Linked DNA regions of Mus musculus: region 2 is linked to region 1. Evidence: chromatin contacts called from public HiChIP or PLAC-seq data. All regions are on one chromosome and are shown on one strand. Each heading gives the region's core, a stretch centred on a gene start, on an enhancer-like site or on the middle of the called end of the contact. The rest is flanking DNA. Distances are from core to core; before and after follow the strand shown. Region 1 holds the start of Tfdp1 (transcription factor Dp 1). Region 2 overlaps Tfdp1 (transcription factor Dp 1).

Evidence for each region. HiChIP or PLAC-seq counts read pairs in DNA pulled down with a chosen protein or histone mark.
Region 2: an H3K27ac HiChIP or PLAC-seq map of embryonic fibroblasts shows a contact between it and region 1, with 16 read pairs. The contact joins the enhancer-like site here to the promoter of Tfdp1 in region 1. A contact is called at or near these places in 3 of 39 promoter capture datasets (cranial neural crest, macrophages and maxillary cranial neural crest), 1 of 15 datasets of contacts at CTCF or cohesin (the NIH/3T3 cell line), 23 of 484 Hi-C or Micro-C datasets (B cells, ECoMG myeloid progenitors, Th1 cells and 14 more), 10 of 115 datasets of contacts at active chromatin or transcription factors (CD8 T cells, the HPC-7 cell line, the SCID.adh cell line and 5 more) and 4 of 9 other capture datasets (adipose tissue, embryonic stem cells, liver and 1 more).

The regions. Positions count from the first base shown.
Region 1 is chr8:13,337,398-13,340,302 of GRCm38.p6, reverse strand. Tfdp1 (transcription factor Dp 1) reads right to left here and starts at 1,552. Exons shown (of 12, transcript NM_001291765.1): 1 at 1,497-1,552; 2 at 564-638. The coding sequence starts at 575.
Region 2 is chr8:13,372,022-13,374,926 of GRCm38.p6, reverse strand. Tfdp1 (transcription factor Dp 1) reads right to left here. Exons shown (of 12, transcript NM_001291765.1): 9 at 2,310-2,461; 10 at 1,825-1,991; 11 at 1,004-1,082. Among named protein-coding and RNA genes, the nearest start is that of Atp4b, 23 kb to the left of the region's middle. Within about 2 kb of position 1,531, at least 76 of the 459 cell types and tissues checked have an H3K27ac peak or open chromatin away from gene starts, as enhancers often do. A contact at or near this core is called in the NIH/3T3 cell line, Th1 cells, bone marrow-derived macrophages and 5 more, where this site is marked.

The DNA of each region.
Region 1 (2,905 bases), core at 303-2,802:
CGCTCGGTAGCTTCGTGATAAATATGAAGCTAAACCAACCAGCATTTCCACGGTGTTTCATTAATCACCAAATGTCATCTTTCTGAGAAAAATGTGCCCAAACAAGTAGTTGGGATTCAATCCATCAAAGCTGGATTACGGTCTTACGTACTACATAAAACTAGTACAGTGTAAGTTCCATGTTGACAGCTCTCCTGTGTGGAAACCCACTAACAAACAACACCCTCTCACACACTCATAACTGAGAGATGTATTAATTTTTTTATTTTATTTAAGCAGTTTAGATAAAGAAAAAAAAATCAAGACATCATCATCAAACCACGAAAAAAAAAACAAAAAAGAAAAAAAAAACGTGTCACGCTTCGGATGACAAAGACCATTTGTGCAGAGGGGAGACACCCACCTAACGACTCTCGCCATCATCCCTCATCTCCATCCCAGCTCCTGCCTGTAAAATGTCTTGGCCAACCCACTGCCACACACGTATGGCCACTCTCAAATAAAGGGAGAAAACTGCAACGAGCTGTGCCAACATGTCTGCAGCATGCAGCGACCATACTTACATCTTTTGCCATGTTACCAGATCCAGGAAATCAAGGCTTTAACTGCGTACCCTCCACAGAAGAAACCGTACTTATCTGGTTAAAAAAAAAAAAAAAAGAAAGAAAGAAAGAAAAGAAAAAAAGGGAGGGGATGAATAATGAATGAGAATGAGAAGAAATTTAACGCACATCGCATTTCAAAGGAAACATCTCCCCACCAGCACGAGGCAGAGGCAGGCCTCCAGGCAGCAGGGGCCTTTCTTGCACAATCCCGACAGGAGAGCTAGCCAAGCAGGTCCCACACGGGGATTTTAAGTCACCTCTCTAAATGGAAATGCTCCCTGCGGGCACCAGCAGCTCCCACCGGCAGCGGGGCCAGACCCCGGACCCTTGGCTGAGCGACGCGCAGCCGTCAGGCTCACCCCACCTGGGCACGCGGGCCCCGCCTGACCACAGGCCCCGCCGAGGCACAAGGCCCCCCACTTGGGCACACGACACTGCGTGGCTCCGCCCGGGCCGCGGCGGGCACCCCCCACCCCGGGCTGCCCAAGACCCCGAGGGGCCGCCGACCACTCTGACAGGTGGGCTCCCGGCCGCCCGCCCGCTCGCCCCACCTGTCACTAGGCCCAGCCACCAGCCCCGCGCCCTGGCGCGGACAGAGCCGGAGGGTGGCCAGGACCCCTGCCCGCCGCCCACGCCACGCCGCGTCGAGGCCGACTCCAGCTGAGGCTGGGCGGCGGGCGGGATGCGACCGGACGCGGGAACCGGGCTGGGGCGGGAACGGGGCCGCGCGCCCAGCCTGCGCCCTCCCGCCGCGACCGGCCGGTGCCCCCGCCACACCTGGCTGGCCGGCGGGGCGCGCGGGGCGGACGACGGGGGCGCGGAGGCGCCGGCCCGGAGGTCCGGCCCTGGCGGTCCCTGCCCTGAGCCAGCGGCGCCGGGACGCGGGCTCACCCTGGGCCGAGCGTCGGGCCGGCGTGACGTGCGCGCGGCGCGGTGACGTGGGCGGCGGCGGGCCCGCTGCGCGCAGCGCGCCTGCGCGCCTTTTCGCGCCTTCGGCGCCCTCCTCCTCCTCCTCCTCCTCCCGCCGCTCATCTCCCGCGCCTCTCGCCGGTGCTACCCGCCCTGGGAGAGGGGCGGGGCCTGCGCGCGCGTGCGCGTGCGGCGGGACCCGGCTGGAGACCGCCGACGCCGAACAGCGCTGCGCGCGTCTCCATGTGCGCTCGGAGAGAGGCCACGTGTGTGCGCGCCTCTGTGTGTGTGTGTGTGTGTGTGTGTGTGTGTGTGTGTGTGTGTGTGTATGTGTGTGTGTGTGTACACCAAGGGCCAACTGTATGCATATCTGTGTGCATGCGCAGGGAGTAGAGGGCCACGTGTTTGGCTCTGTGTGTGCGCGTGTACCACGCGCGCCAACGGTGAAAAGAATGTGGTGTGTGCCATACCTGCATGCACACGTAGGGAAAGGATCATGTGTGTGCACACCTGTGGATATGCAGAGTCTGACTGTATACACGTGTGTGTACATGGAGTATCAGTCGTGTGTGCACGCCTGAACATATATACAGAAGAGAACCCTCTGTGCAAACATATGGAAACCTATGTTAATGTCTGCGCACTGAAAAAAAGCAGGCGTGTGTGTACACATGAGAAAAAAGAGGTCAGTTCTGAGAGTGCTTTAAAGTACCTGCATGTGCACACAGGGAGAAGAATCTTGTTCATTTACACAGAACAAAGTAAAGACTGTTCGGATGCATACTGAACAATACAGAGACAAGATCCCCCACCTCTGCTCAACTACTGACCTCCACAGCCACATGCCCTGAGCCTGGGCTGTCAGTGATTCAGGGCAGGAAACAGCCTGTTAATCAGGTGTGTATGCATTTGCGCCTTTCACTTCAGAAACCTTCTGCTTCATCCCAAGAGGGGTCTGGTAGACCCTGAGCCTTGAAGACTCAGTCCATCTTAGAGGCCACTTCTTTAAGACTAAAGCTGGAGAGCCTGGGAGGAGAATAGGCTGGGGCTCACAAATCAGTCCAAATGGTTCAGATAAAATGACACAACGTTTCCCAAGAATATGGGACTGAAGAGCAGGGCAAAGTTAAGTACTATCAGAAAACTGTTAATGTGAGTGACCGGATTTTATTCTGGAGGAAAGGTCAATTTGACTCCCAAACTGACAGATCTTTCTCCGTTACCTGGCTGCCTCAGTCCCATGACTCAGCCCAACAGCCCTTCTTTAGCATCTGGCCGAACTGTCCGCCAGCAGCTGTCCTGTTTGAACACTGCTCAGCGGCTTTGAGGAAGCAGCCCTGCAACCACAGCTGCTTATTGCTGAAGCAGAAGAGGCGATACCCAGGCATGAG
Region 2 (2,905 bases), core at 282-2,781, 35 kb before region 1:
CAACACTACACAGACCGGGGGTGGGGGGTGGACAGCGACAGTGAGAACAAGGAGAGTTGGAGGAGGGAATAAGGGTAGATTTGGTCACAATACATTACACAAGTGTATAAAAATTGAATAAAACACTTTTTAAAAATAAACTATAAAGGAGACTGAGACAAGGGAATGGCAAGACCTGGCCTGGTTGTGGAGTGAGGCTGTCTTAACTAAAAAATAAAAAAAGGGTGAGTACCACCACCTGCTAGGCTGACCTGAGTTCCATCCCAGGATCCCACGCCCTCTGACCTCCACAGGTACACCATGTGCACGCCCACACTCACATCACACATGAAACAGGTTTTAAACCTGGGCCACACAAGCCTAGAAACCAGAGTGTGATCCTTGGAACCATGTAAAGGTGGGAGCGAACCACACGCACACAGGCCTCTTCTGACCTCCACATTTGCCCACATACATCACACACAAATAGTAACAATAAAAGATTTCTTTAGAAATGTCAAGTATATAGAAGCAGAAAATAAAACTGTACACACACTGTACGGTGAGACACATCTTAAGAAAACAAGTAAAGAGCCATTAAAAACAAAACAAAACCAGTCAGGCCGTGGTGGCACACACCTTTAATCCCGGCAGAGGCAGGTGGATCTCTGAGTGTGAGGCCAGCCTGGTCTACAGAGCAAGCTCCAGGACTGTGTGGGCCACACAGACAAACTCTATCTAAAAAAAACCAAACCAAACCAAACCAAACCAAAAGCACCCTTGTCACTTTCCCTGCCAACGACAGTGAACACAGGTAGGTTTGCGCCCCCCCCCCCTTTACTGTGTTAACACTTTTTAAAAAGTAAAAACCATGAATTACTTAATTGGGGGCGGAGGGTGCTGTGGGATCATTTTATGGGGACAAGCACTGTGTTCCCTTGCCTGAGCAGACAATTACCTGGGCCAAGCTCAGTTCAGCCTATCTGAAACACAGTAAGGCTGCCCCACCCCCAGCTGCTGTCACCTGGCAGAAAGCCTTGTGCCATTGGATGTAGAACCTGTTGTCGTGACGAATACTCCACCAATGGATCCCTGAGCCATTTCTGAAAAGAGACAGAAGCAGATAATAATAAAACTGGGCAGTCAAATGTGGTGGCACCTGCCTTGAACCTCATAACCTGTGAGACAGATCTCTGAGCCGGCCAGAGGCAGAGACCAAACAAAACTCCTGAAACCCAGAATGTGAGAGAGAAGCAAGCCTGCATGACCAGACAGAGCTTGGGGGAGCTCTGTGGATAGCCTGCCAGCTTGCTCTCCCTGCCCTGTGTGAGAACCAGGGGTGGCTGGGTCCCAGGCAGCACACATGTCTGCTCGGGAGTTTCCCCGTGCCGCTCTGTGTACAGTAGCACCAGAGAGTAGAAACAGGGACTAAGAGCATGAACGGGCAGCATAGCACCTTCCACCTCAGACTCATGCAGCTACAAGGCAGAGCCCGGGCCAAGCCCCAGGCCTGCAAGTGCTCCAGTGTGGGCAATGCCTTACACAGGACAGGATGATGCTCATGCAACCTGGGACAGCCTCAGAAAGCAAGCACACATCATGCATTTTTGACCGTTGACAGGATCTTTCATGACTCATCACAAGACTAGCGTGACCTGATGACTCAGCAAAGTCACCAAATTAGAAGCCCAGGGAACTGAGAGCCCTGCCTCATGCTGCCCTGACTGCTGGGCTCCAAGGACCAACCGATGGCCTTGGGAGGGAGGGCAGCAGGCCTGTCATCTCCCATCCTCACTCGGCAGACACCCAGGCACTCAGGATGGCCAGCCACAGGGCACAACTAACCTGTCACGTATGGTTCTAGAGCTTTTGGTACCAAACTTCTGGCCACCTTGAGGTCTTCAGCAGAGCAGTTGCCAGACTCCAGCCCACATGCCATGCCCATGCGCTTGAGCACCTCAATGTCATCGTGGATCTCAAACGTGTTGTCAAAGTTAAACAGATACTCAAATCTGTTGGGGAAAGGCACTGTGAGGATTACGAAGCTTCCAAGAGCAGGCAGTAAATCCACCCCCCACTCCCACCCTCCATCCCAGACCCCATAACTACTGAATTTCTCTAAAACAGTTCAAACTAGGGAATGAAAGACATGTCACTGCATAGTGATGGCCCTGGGCTGGGACACAGTGCTGCCTGCACGTGGCATGGGTGCCAGGACCACCAGAGACCATAGCTGCTGTTACTAAGCAGCCGTAAGACTGAACCCTGATAACCAAGTATCTGTTTCTTCCCCTGAGGAGCTGCACTTAGAGGGCCCACTGAGGACGAACTTGTCATTGGAGATGCTGCAGTCAATGACTGTCTTCCTGCTGGTGTTGACAATGATGAAGGGCAAGTGGATGACAGAGTTGGGAGGAGGCGGCCTGCGGGCCTGCTGCTCAGCTTGGCGATTTCTCTGCACCAAGTTCTTGAAGGCAATTTGCTGAAAAAGACCAACACAGCCCCCCCATAGATGTCAATACCAGTAACATGATCCCTTCCTTCCTGCAGATAGTGGGAACCTGGGTGTTGAGAGGTCGGCCTGTAGCAGCCTGTGGCATCTGCTCACAGCCTATAGGGGACAAGGAGCACAGGAAAGCAGTCACATGAATGACTTGCTAGAGGACACTCGGTCCTACGCTAACCCTTGTAGCACACGAAGGACCTCTTTGCAGCTGTGCAGGGATGAACCCAGAGCCAATGGTCCAGTCCTGAAGTCCACATGGACACAAGACTCTGATCTAACCCTGCCGACCACACTCCTCCCTCTACAGTGGAGATGCTCTCATAAAGACACATGTGTCTACACAGTATGAGGCCCTTCTCCACATGACAGGGGACAGGCAAGAGAGGGCAGGAAATGGGAGTGTGTTGGGCCACTGCCTAC